Regions from separate parts of the Triticum aestivum genome. Here region 2 is linked to region 1. A link is a contact called in public Hi-C data. All regions are on one chromosome and are shown on one strand. Each heading gives the region's core, a stretch centred on a gene start, on an enhancer-like site or on the middle of the called end of the contact. The rest is flanking DNA. Distances are from core to core; before and after follow the strand shown.

Region 1 (5,523 bases), core at 1,104-3,603:
ACACGGGGTCCAAGAAACATTGTGAGAGTGTAATGTGGGACAGGTATTAATAAAGTAATACTTCTTAGGCTAGTCATAGTGTGAGTAACTTAGCTACTAACATAGCACACTCCAAGCAAATTTTACGTACATGGCATGCAGTTAATGAGAAGTGTAGTGCTTTCCAAGACAAGATGAGTCTATAAGCTAATAAATAAAGTCCTGTATGACACTACTACTATGTTACTTTTCATTATGAAGGTAGTAACTCAGACTAGTGTCATATGCATGACACTGGTATAAGTTACTCCCCACTATAACCAGCCTTAGCAACTAGCTACTATACGTGTTGGCTATTGGGTTGGCTATATATGATGTGGCGACTGCATATAGCCCATAATTGGCTATATTATAACCATGCTATACTAGTATGTGATGCCATAAATATGTGCTCCATTTTTTGTCTTTCCTAAGGGTGATGGAGTTTCATGCTATAGCCGGATGTAATTCTATATGCGGCTTCTCTTCTTTTCTTTTTCTCCCTTCTCCAACTAATCAAAAAGTTTATGTTATTTTATTGTACTTGCTCTAACTTTGCATGTAGATTAATAATCTATCTAGAGTGACTCAATCCATCAGTGGGAAGTTGGCACACGGCTTTTGTGTGTTGTTGGTCATTCAAGACGTGATTCCTGAAAAAGGATAAAAAAGAAATGTACAACCTAGCTCAGTGTTGACATGTCCTTTTCTCTTGGCACACTAGAATTTTGTATCATATACCTAAAATTTATATTTTATTAGTTGTGTAGATGGTCAAAGTTTATCCAAAATACAAGAGGGTCAAAGGTAGTACTATACATAATGGCTAATGGCTATACATGACATGCCATTAAAATATAATCAACTTGCGGTTGACTCTACTATTAAAATTGATATGGCAATGGTTGATGCGCTTATGCAGTGCTCCTAATAAAACAACTCTAGTCGTTACCACAAGACGATCATTAACATCAGCCGATACGCACGGTTTGCGACTAAAAAATGGTTGGATGGATGAAATTATGAAATCCAAATAATTTGGTCGGTGCCGTTAGTTTGGTCGTCGGCAGTTCTTTTAATTGCAGATAGGTTCCGGCCTAATACAAATACGCTGAATCAAGCGAAATGATTAATCTAGTCTAACAAACAATGTAGTAATAAATTAATGTTCGAAAACCGAAAACTCAAGGAACCAAGCGAGCGAGAATGGGTCTATGTTGTGAATTTCTTTAGTTTTCCCTCAAAGACGACGACAGTAATGTTGTTGTTTTTTTCATGGCAAAACAAACTGAAATTGTGGTTGTTTTCATGCATATAGAGTGTCCGATTTCCAGTGGACACTTGTCATGTTGCTGCGATATATACGTGCATAAACTTGGTCCTATGGCAACAACCAAACAATTTAGGATGGTGGTGGTGGTGTGGACGGATCCCCCAAAGCAAGAATGCATGCAAATCGTGCTCCATGCATCACACCAGCCGCTCCTTGGAGAATGGCCACCCTAACTTTAGGCAAGCACATTTCTAGACCTTTTCCCTTTCGTCTATATGCTGATAAAGACCTTTGTCCTTTTGTTTATATGTTGATTGTTATCATGCGTACCCATTTTCTGGAGCACCCAAAAAGATACATCTTCTAAAGGTTTTACAATTTTCTTGAAAATATTTTGGAAGTTTTTTATGACCCTAAAATGATATAACAATAAAACTCAAAGTTAATAAATTGAGACCACCCCTCCCCCCGGGAAATAAATAAATGAAAATAAATTGAGACCCTACAAGGCTTCGAACTCTAAGCCCGGCTCATACTGTCCAAGGTCCAAGCCTGCTATAATCGAAAATTTTAAACTATTTTGATGCAAAATATGACATGAAGCAATTTGCAACACCAAGGCAATTTGGATTTTGGTAAATTGAAGGCACCAGGACACTAAGTATTTCGTTTAGAGACAACTGACCACCGACCAAGCACTGAGTTTTGCGCCATTTACATCTTGTGGCATCGAAATATGATTTCACATGTTTCCATCGATAGCGATGCGACTATGATGGCTCCATGAACCTCGAAACACCTCGGCTCCGGCATTCAACCCTTCTCGGCGTGTGTGTGTGTGTGTGTGTTCGCACATGTTATATAAATTTGTACTCAGATCTTCTTTTCGCACCAACGAGTGACATTATGCATATTTCAAAAATATCGCAGGGCCTTCATGGGCCCTGGTGGGCCTGGGGCTGGGCCAGGTAGATGTGCCTGCCCTTTGACCTGGTCCACCAAGATGATGACCGACAAACGAGAGGAGGCCCAGGCGAGTATATATATCCGGCCCCCATTCCCCAAATCCCTTTCCATCCTCCGCACCGTACGACCGCAACAACCTCCCCTTTTTCCGCCGGCGAGCGACCGATCCGGCGGACGGACCATGGCCGCGCTCGTCGGCGACGTCGCCTACTGGCTGGCGGAGCACCCGGACATCGTCGGCTTCCGCTGGAGCCCCTCGGGCCTCTGGTTCTCCACCTGGGCCTTCCTCCTCGGCTTCCTCGCCACCTACGTGTCCCTCTGCCTCGCCGCCGACGCGCTCCTCCGCCGCCGGAAGCCGCTCCCTCTCGGGCCCCTCCCCCCCGCGCACGCGCTCCTCATGGCCGCCGTCTCGGCCACCATCTTCGCCGGCACGCTGCTGTCGGCGGTGGCGGAGATTCGGGACACGCGCTGGTCGTGGCGGGGCCGGAGCCGGACGACGCCGCTCCGGTGGCTCCTCTGCTTCCCGCCGGGGACCCGCTCGTCCGGCCGCGTCTTCTTCTGGTCCTACGCCTACTACCTCTCCCGGTACCTCCACGCGGCCCGGGGCGCGTTCGCGGTGGTCAGGCGCCGGCGCGGGGCGGCCGCCCGGGTGTTCGCGCACGCCGCGTCCGTGGCCATGGCCTTCCTGTGGCTCGAGTTCTCGCAGTCGTTCCAGGTGCTGGCCATCCTCGCCTCCACGCTCGCCCACGCCGTCGCCTTCGGGTTCCGCTTCTGGGTCGACAGCGCGGGGCTCCCGGCGGCGCGCGCCGCCCGGAGCGGGTCGGCGCCCGTGGCGCTGGGGTGCCAGCTCGGGCTGCTGGGGTGCAACCTGGTGTGCCACGCGGGGGTGGTGTGGATGCACTTCGGGGGCGCGATGGCCGGCGGGTGCAGCGGCATCGGGGCCTGGGTGGTCAACACGCTGCTCAACGCCGCGCTGCTCTGGGTGTTCCTGCACTGCTACGGCACGCGCGGCGTCTGCGACGACGACGGGGGCGCCGCCGCCGCCGCCGCCGCCTTGAAGAAGAAGAAGAAGAAGAAGGAGATGTGAGAGCGGCGTGAGGTGATCCCCTCCGACCATTGTAATATACTACTACTACTGTAGTACAATCCATTGGTGCACTGTACATATAGGTAGAGGCCGGCATTGGCATCGGCGTTCGGCATCTGGCATCCCAATGAGATGAGATGAGGAGGTGGCTGCTGCTGCTGCTATAAACCAAAGCAAAAAAACAAAATTCAATTTTATTTATAGAGATCGGTATACATACATAGATAGATAGATACATACATACACATATGCGCGCGTGGGGTGGACGATTGGTTCGAACCCCTGCTGCTGCTGATTAGCTTGCTATACTCTGTTCGTGTGTTCATTGCAAGGGGGGGCGCTGTTTGTTGGCCTGAACAAGCTGATTTCAGTGTGGCATCTTATTATTACAGACCATACTAGCTAGTGTGCGATCCCTGTCAGTGAGTAAAGGGGCGCTGTTGACGTGCCACCAAACAAGTGAAGTGATGAACAGACGCGTATGTTGGTCAGAATTGGCATGCATTCATTCATCCTTTTGGATGCTCGGCGTCGCGTCTGGAGTCTCAAGTGCCATGCCGCCTTGTCCTGTTGGAGCGTGCGTGCGTGCGTGCGTGCACAGAGAAGACAGACACGGAGCACAAGAGAAGAAGCGATGGCTCCGTTTTCTGGTTAAGCCGTAGCTGAAATGAAGCAAAGCTGCAGCGAGGAATGACGCTCACGTGAGGAAGGAAGGCGACAGACACGCGGACAAAGAGTGAGATGGCCATTGCTGCGTCGATCCCGGAGGGGAGGCGTCCATGCGCTGCTGCCTCGCCTCGACACTGTCTGTGCAGAGCACCATGAAGCAGCAGTAATTAAAACGGAGAGAACATGCCGTGGCCGGAGCTGCGTTGCATGCCGGAACCCAGCCAAACGCTTGGTCTGGGAGCGCCGTGTCTGTCGCGTGTACGTACCACGGGTGTGCGCGCGCGCGCTGATTTATAACAATTCATTAAATTCTGCTCCGGGCAACCGTGTGTGTTGCGTTGCAGGTGCTTCCATGCAAGGATTCTCCCCTCCTGTTCACACCGACCTCTACCTGCAAGTGGGCCCAGCCACGCCAGGCCAGGGCCCACTTGCAGGTAGAGGAGTCCATTCATGGCATCACATCCGGGAGAAATATCAAGTGTTCCCATGCTTCCATGATCCGGGAGCTCCTGGGTGCCGGATCATGCATCAAACGGAGCCTCTAGGCCTGGATGAAATCTTGGGACTATTCAAATGTTTTTGTTACATTTTTTTGCGAGCTCCCACTACATCCGTTGGATCCAGGATCAAACGGCTCGGGAACTCCCATATCATAGGAGCAATGGGGGAAGGGGGGCACATGATATTAAGGTGTCGTGACTTTTGCATATTAGGGTGGTAGATAGATTTGCAAGTGTCATATTCCATATATAAAAATATATGTAAATCTCTTATTTAAAACCAGGCTTAGGCTTCCAAGCCCCACATGTTCTTAATTTATTAAGTTTGGGTGTTATTGTCATATTGTTTTTGGTGTCATGAAAAACTTCCCCAAGAAGCCTCTTTTTTTGGGTTTTATTGCTATATGGTTTATTTTTTGTGAAATTTGTTATTTTATTTATATATTTTTGCGGGGGAGTTATTTTATTTATATGATAAAGTAAAAAAAGCACATACACACCACAACAAATGGCATGTAGAAAAGAAGGAAATAATTTTATGTGCTTGTCTAAAGTTAGGGTGGCCAGTGTTTATGCGGACGGTCATGCCAGAAGCACAATTTGCATGCCTGCTGGTTGGGGAGATTCATCAACGATACCGCCATCCTAGATTGTTTGTTTGTTGTTGTCACTTGAGGGACATCCAATCGACATATTGTTTGTTTCCATAGATAAGGCTTCATGCATGTATCCTGCTCAGGTATCATCGGCAAAACGAACATTGTGTAGATGATCTTTGGCTTGTCGTCTCCGAAGAAGTAGCTAGGGAGAAAAATCCTTATCCCAGTTATTCCATGAGTTGCTTGCGAGTGAGATTGATTTTCTTTAGGACTTAGATGTATTTATATGTTTCCTCAGGGCCTTATCCAAAAAAGTGGGAACAGCTGTCCTAGAACTGAATATTAATTTTTGTACGTACTGCACTATACTCTTTGAAATAATTTTTGTTTTTTATTTGCAAGCGGGTGATT
Region 2 (5,523 bases), core at 1,821-4,320, 420 kb before region 1:
TAAGCGATATATGGACGTACACCCCTTTATATAGAGGTAGGCAGAAGCCCGTCTAGGGCCTTCAATGTTCTATTGCCTTGATCCTATTTCTATAATGTTTCCCCGATTTTGAAATCATGAGAACTATTTCTTTACATTCGGGGATTCCCCTCCGGATCCCTGTAAGTGCATTAGTGTCCCATGATAATTTTGGATGATTAAATGAGAAAACAATTAAGGGACTAATGTGTTTGTAAACACATGTGAAAGACCCTAAGGATTTGGTTTAATCGAATAGTATGACCCTTAAAAGTTATGTGATACAATGAAGTCTTTGGAATTCCCCAGCGATGGTTATGAAGTTGTTGTGTATATTTTTGTTTACTAGTTTCATTTTGTCCTATTAAGTCGATATATAGCAAACTGTATTATCAAGTGGGTTCATGTGAAAGTTAGACTGACGACGACGTGTCTTCGCCTTGTTTCAGTGCTTATAGTCGCCGTTAGGTGGACAACGAACATGAACGTGATTTTTGTTACCTTTCATGTGGTTTTGGCATGTTTGTTACTTTTCGTATTCTACGTATTCTTTGTACTGCCTTGTTTTTGGATGAATAGATCGGAAGTTTTTGTAAAAAAAAAATGATAATGATGCAACACACGGTGCTAATATATTGATCGGCCCTGCACTAACTTGTCAAACCGTGACTGTGACAGCGCTCGGCGCCCAGCGGTCATGCGACGGTACATACATACATACGGAGAATCCCTGCACGTGTGCCGGCGAACGAATCAATGTAACCGCGTATGGTATGGCGGCTACAACGCAATCGAAGTGAGTGGTACACTTTGCACGCGACAAATTGAAGAGGGTGTGCGACGGGCCAGCATCTTTGACTTGACCCACGCGCGCCGGCCGGCCGGTCACGGTCAGCAAGGTCGACCGGAATGGAATGGAAATGGAAGAACGCCGGCAGTCTTGTGCGTGCACGCCTGGCTACCTAGACTGCTCGTCCCTGCTACGTAGTAATACTATCCTAGCTAGAGTGGAGAGGGGCTAGTTCTTCACTTCCTCAACACTACTACTTTGAGCTGAACCAAAACCCTAGTAAGACAAACGCACGCACACACCCACAGGGCAAGACATGTACCAAGTCGCACACGTTAGGAAAAAAAAAACCCGGCATTTGACCAAGGGAATCCCATTCCACTTTAGCCTGCAATCGGCTGCGTTTTGTCCTGAAGACTCATATATTCAGTGTTCATTTAGATCCAATAAAAATTCCAGCCGCAATATGAAATAATTATCCTATCTACGTGCTAGCGGACGTGTCACTACCGCGAGGAAGCGGTTTCCGCATGGAACAAAAAAGTTGCATCTATCGTACCATGCAATCTAAGATCCAAATCTGCTTAGGTTGGAACTCAAAGCAGTTCGTAGTTTGTAATCGGGTCCTAGATCATTTTTTGGTTTTAACCTTTTCCTTCCAGTAAAACAAGTTTTTTTTATAGAAATGTTATGCCGAAAGAAGAGCGCATGTTTGCTAGGCAACCGAGCAATCTTGCACTAGTGATAACAATCTCGCCTGCTGGGAAAATGTCCACAAACCTAAAAAGTACGACGCTTTCCTTTATTGTGATACTCCAGGTTGCGCCATATGCTTAACAAGCGATTCAGCACTATTGGCCACGTGACTTCTCCTTGGGTGCGGCCTATAGTTAGTCTCATCGTCAACTTCGCAAGGACCCTAACGCTGCTATCATTTGGGGCTCACATGTCCCTAACAAGGCCAAGATCTTCCCCGTAGAAAGAGAAAAAAAACAAGGCCAAAGATCTCCGCGCGACCAGAGACATGCTAAACACAAAACATAAACTCCACATGAAACCCTAGGATAGGACGACCTTTGCCCTAAATGCAAAGTCACCCTAAAATAGGGCCGCACTCTCCCGTCCGTGTAACGCCCGCATTAGGGATGAAATTGACATCCCTCCCCCCTTTGACGTTCCATGATCTTTGGGTCACTGGCACTCAAGACCACGGAAACTTCTCTACCTAGATAAGGTCATTATCCTGGCCCCCTAGAAATATGGGCTGAGGAATGTAAAAGCTTTTGCTGATATGGGTGAGCATGTTTCTACTTCAGTTAGAAACATTTAGTGAATCTACTTCTTTATAAAGAAAGGGTTCTCCAACCCAGTTTTATTGAAAAACGAGGCAACCACACGACATCAGACAAAACTCTCTCTAATTGCCAAATAAAAAAGATGATTAACCGTTAGTGAGTTTGTTCATCGCAAACATACTGTCGCTTCAACCTTGGTAATTACATCTTGTGCAGGTGCTAACAATATTACAAAGGGAGCAACGAGTATTATATTTGCTTTTTTTTAACAGGGAGTATTATGTTTGCTAACAACATTTTTGTTTCTGGAAAAGAGTTTGCTAAGAACTTAGAACTAACTGGACTGGATATTAAAAAGTTTTTTACTCGCTCCCTTGAAGTTTACGCGCCTAGCTTTGCTTGTCCTAGAAAACAAGGATGTACATACAAGAGCGGCGGCATGCCGGAGGGCGGAGCTACTCTACATGAGATGGTGGCCGTCGAGGCCGGGGTGCATGGATGCCGGCGGGCCCATGAGCGGGAACGAGCACCAGGGCGCGTACATCTGCCCCCCGGCGGCGGCGTCCTCGACACCGCCGGGGCGCACGGGCACGGGCTGCGTCGGCGCGCGCTGCAGCTGATGTGTGTGCTGGTGCTGCCTGGCCATGGCCGCGGCGGGCGCGCCGGTGAGCCTCTGCACGAGGTCGCGGAACTCCCGGGGCTCCACGCGGTACACCTTGGGCGGCGTCGGCGCCGGCGTTAAGCCGCCGCCCGCGCGCCACGGCTTGGCCGGCGGCTTCTGGACGGCCCTCAGCGCCGCCTCGTGGCCGGGCACGGACGGCCTCCTCATCTCGTGCCCATGGTGCAGCAGATGGTCCATCGACGTACGTGCTCGGCCGACCAAGTCGAACCGTGGGCGCTTGAACGATCGGTCAAGAACTTACACTTGCAGCGACAGGAAGAAGAAGCGGAAGCAGAGCAAGGCAGAGTATATGGAGCATGGAGACGAGGGCGGGGGCAGGGGAGGTATATATAGCGGGCGTCCGCGCGTGCGCGAGGGGCTGAGACCGTGAGAGGCTTCTAGAAGAGAAGACGGTGGAAGCAAGCCGGAAGCGGGGTGCCCGCGTGGCTGGGTGGCGGCGCCGGCGACGCAACACGTGGATGGGGACGGGCGGTCAATCGCGGCGCCCGCCTGCCATGCAGCGATCGGCCGGCCGGCCAGCCAGCCATGCCATGCAAATATCTCTCGGCGGAGTTTTTTATTGTGGAATTTTTGTGACTTGCAGATTTCTGCGTCAGCTGCTTGTTGGACGCATCGGCGAGGGCGCAACAGCTGCGCCTTCCTAGTTTGGACCGACGCTACCGACCTACGGTGCCGAGGTTGGTGCCATCGACGGCTGGCTGGCTGGCCGCCTGGCTTATCCGGCGTGCTGCATCACCACCATCCTCTAGATCGATCCATCTCTATAACTTCTTGTTCCTATCTAAAATAGTACTCCTACGTCTCTGCAGCCACAGCTGACACGTACGTACGTACGGATCACCATATAATCTTAGCCTGTTCATCCCCCTCGATGAGTATCAAGGCTATAGATGAGTTACGGGAACGTATACGGTCTTGCTAAATCTCAGTCGACTGCATGTGAAATTCTTTTGATTGTTTGTAGAATCGAAATAACTATACAGTCTTTCTTGTTTCACTTGCAAGGCAAAGAAAATAAAATGTCAGTTTTGTTATTACAACCTTATTTTTTTTATGTCAAAGACAAAAAGCTACGCGCAAATTCTCATTGGATCTCGGGTAGCACCACCAGATCTTAACAACGATGGCTATTCAGATAAGTCTTCGGGTAGCAGCACCAGATCTTGGCCGAGGACCCCAGTATACTGTACTAATATTTATAGGTCCTGTAATTGAGTGAGATTGTCAGGGCGCAAAAGCAGATATGGTCCGGTATTCCCTTGTTCCCCATATTGGTTATGTTCCTTATTCCTCAAGTCTTAGTCAAGTTACCCTAAAAAAAAGTCTTAGTCAACTTAGAACTAGCCACACCCGAACATATAAAAACAAGTACAATAGGATGACGTAGGCGGGTTGTAAGCCTTTAAATATTATATTTTTAGTGAGTTGAAGGAGAGAGAAGGATAGCGGACTACTGATTAATAGCCGAGTGCAGCACGCTCCTGGACATGTTATGAGAGATTGAGGTGGGCCATGTATCAAAAAGGTAGTACATATTTATTTGCAACTATTTTACTTGTCGGCTATAGATGATCTGGCAAGATCTTATAGCTATACTATTAACCATGCTCTAATTACCCTATGCAAACTTTAATTTGCATCGACGACATCTGGAAGACGGAACGTGTACTGGGTTCGTGGTTCGTGGATGACATGTATGGTTTTCTCTTTCGGGGTTTTAGTCATGCCGGGGTGCCAGATCTGGAGTTCGATGACGTGTCCGGGGTGTTGCCCCAGTCTGTTTTTTTTCAACGGCAAGGGCTTCACTTTTGGTGAGCCATCTTAGAGGTCCGCAAAGCTGCATATCAGCGATGGAGCCGCGTCGAGCTCGGGTGACAAGGTGATCTGCCATTCTTTTCTTCGGTGACTGTTGTGGTGGTGCCGGAGGCAGGTGACGGACGTTGGTGTCAAGCTCAGAGTTGTTCTGCTATCTTTTCAGTTTTGTCATGTTGGTTCTTATGTGACTTGTACTTTGATCTTTATGATATGAATGAGACACTTATTACCATGCAAAAAAACTTTAATATTCCTAATTGAAAACGGACTAATCTTTCCTTCAATAAATGAAAAGAGACAAGTCTTCTGCTTCCGCTTTCACTTAAGGGGCGCGCTACGCGTCCGCCAGCTGATCTTTCTAAGGTTCGGCCGTGCGCGAGCCGTTAGATTTGATGCATCAGGCGGCCGAGCGTTACCATCCATCATTGCAACACATGCTTTGTTGCGAAAATTTCTTGCAACAGACATCTTGTTGTAGATTTTTTCGCAACAGATGCCTTGTTGCAGTTTTTTGCAACAGACATCTTGCTGTAGTTTTTTAGAATTTTTCTGCAACAACCGTTTTGTTGCGGATTAATTTTGTGCAACACAGGACTTGTTGCAGGATTATATTTTTATAAAACGAAGCAAAATGAAGCCGCCTCGCATCACAGTAGCCGTTCGCCGCCAAGATTTGCAACACCGCCATTGTTGTGGAAATAGGTGCTTGCACTCGCCTTTATGCTGAGGACGCGTGGCACGCAACGGAGGTGGTGGACACTTGGTGATTATTAACCAGGGCAATCGTTTCCCTTCGCTTAAAGGGAAAAAATAAAGATTACTACTCCTGCATAAGAGCCGTTCAGACTATTGCAAAAGCCGTTCAGAGATATGATCATTGGTTCAAGCTCCGGAGAAATGCATGTGGAGATATAAGTGCAAGC

What was found. Hi-C and Micro-C count contacts between places; a contact is called where the count stands out from the background.
Region 2: a contact with region 1 is called in a Hi-C map of leaf, with 2.2 times the contacts expected there. The contact joins the promoter of LOC123124095 here to the promoter of LOC123124090 in region 1. A contact is called at or near these places in 2 of 5 Hi-C or Micro-C datasets (both in leaf).

The regions. Positions count from the first base shown.
Region 1 is chr5D:8,758,401-8,763,923 of IWGSC CS RefSeq v2.1, reverse strand. It overlaps LOC123124090 (elongation of fatty acids protein 3-like), which reads left to right and starts at 2,353. Exons shown (of 1, transcript XM_044544791.1): 1 at 2,353-3,675. The coding sequence starts at 2,439. The coding sequence ends at 3,344.
Region 2 is chr5D:9,183,053-9,188,575 of IWGSC CS RefSeq v2.1, reverse strand. It overlaps LOC123124095, which reads right to left and starts at 3,070. Exons shown (of 1, transcript XM_044544796.1): 1 at 2,263-3,070. The coding sequence starts at 2,962. The coding sequence ends at 2,564.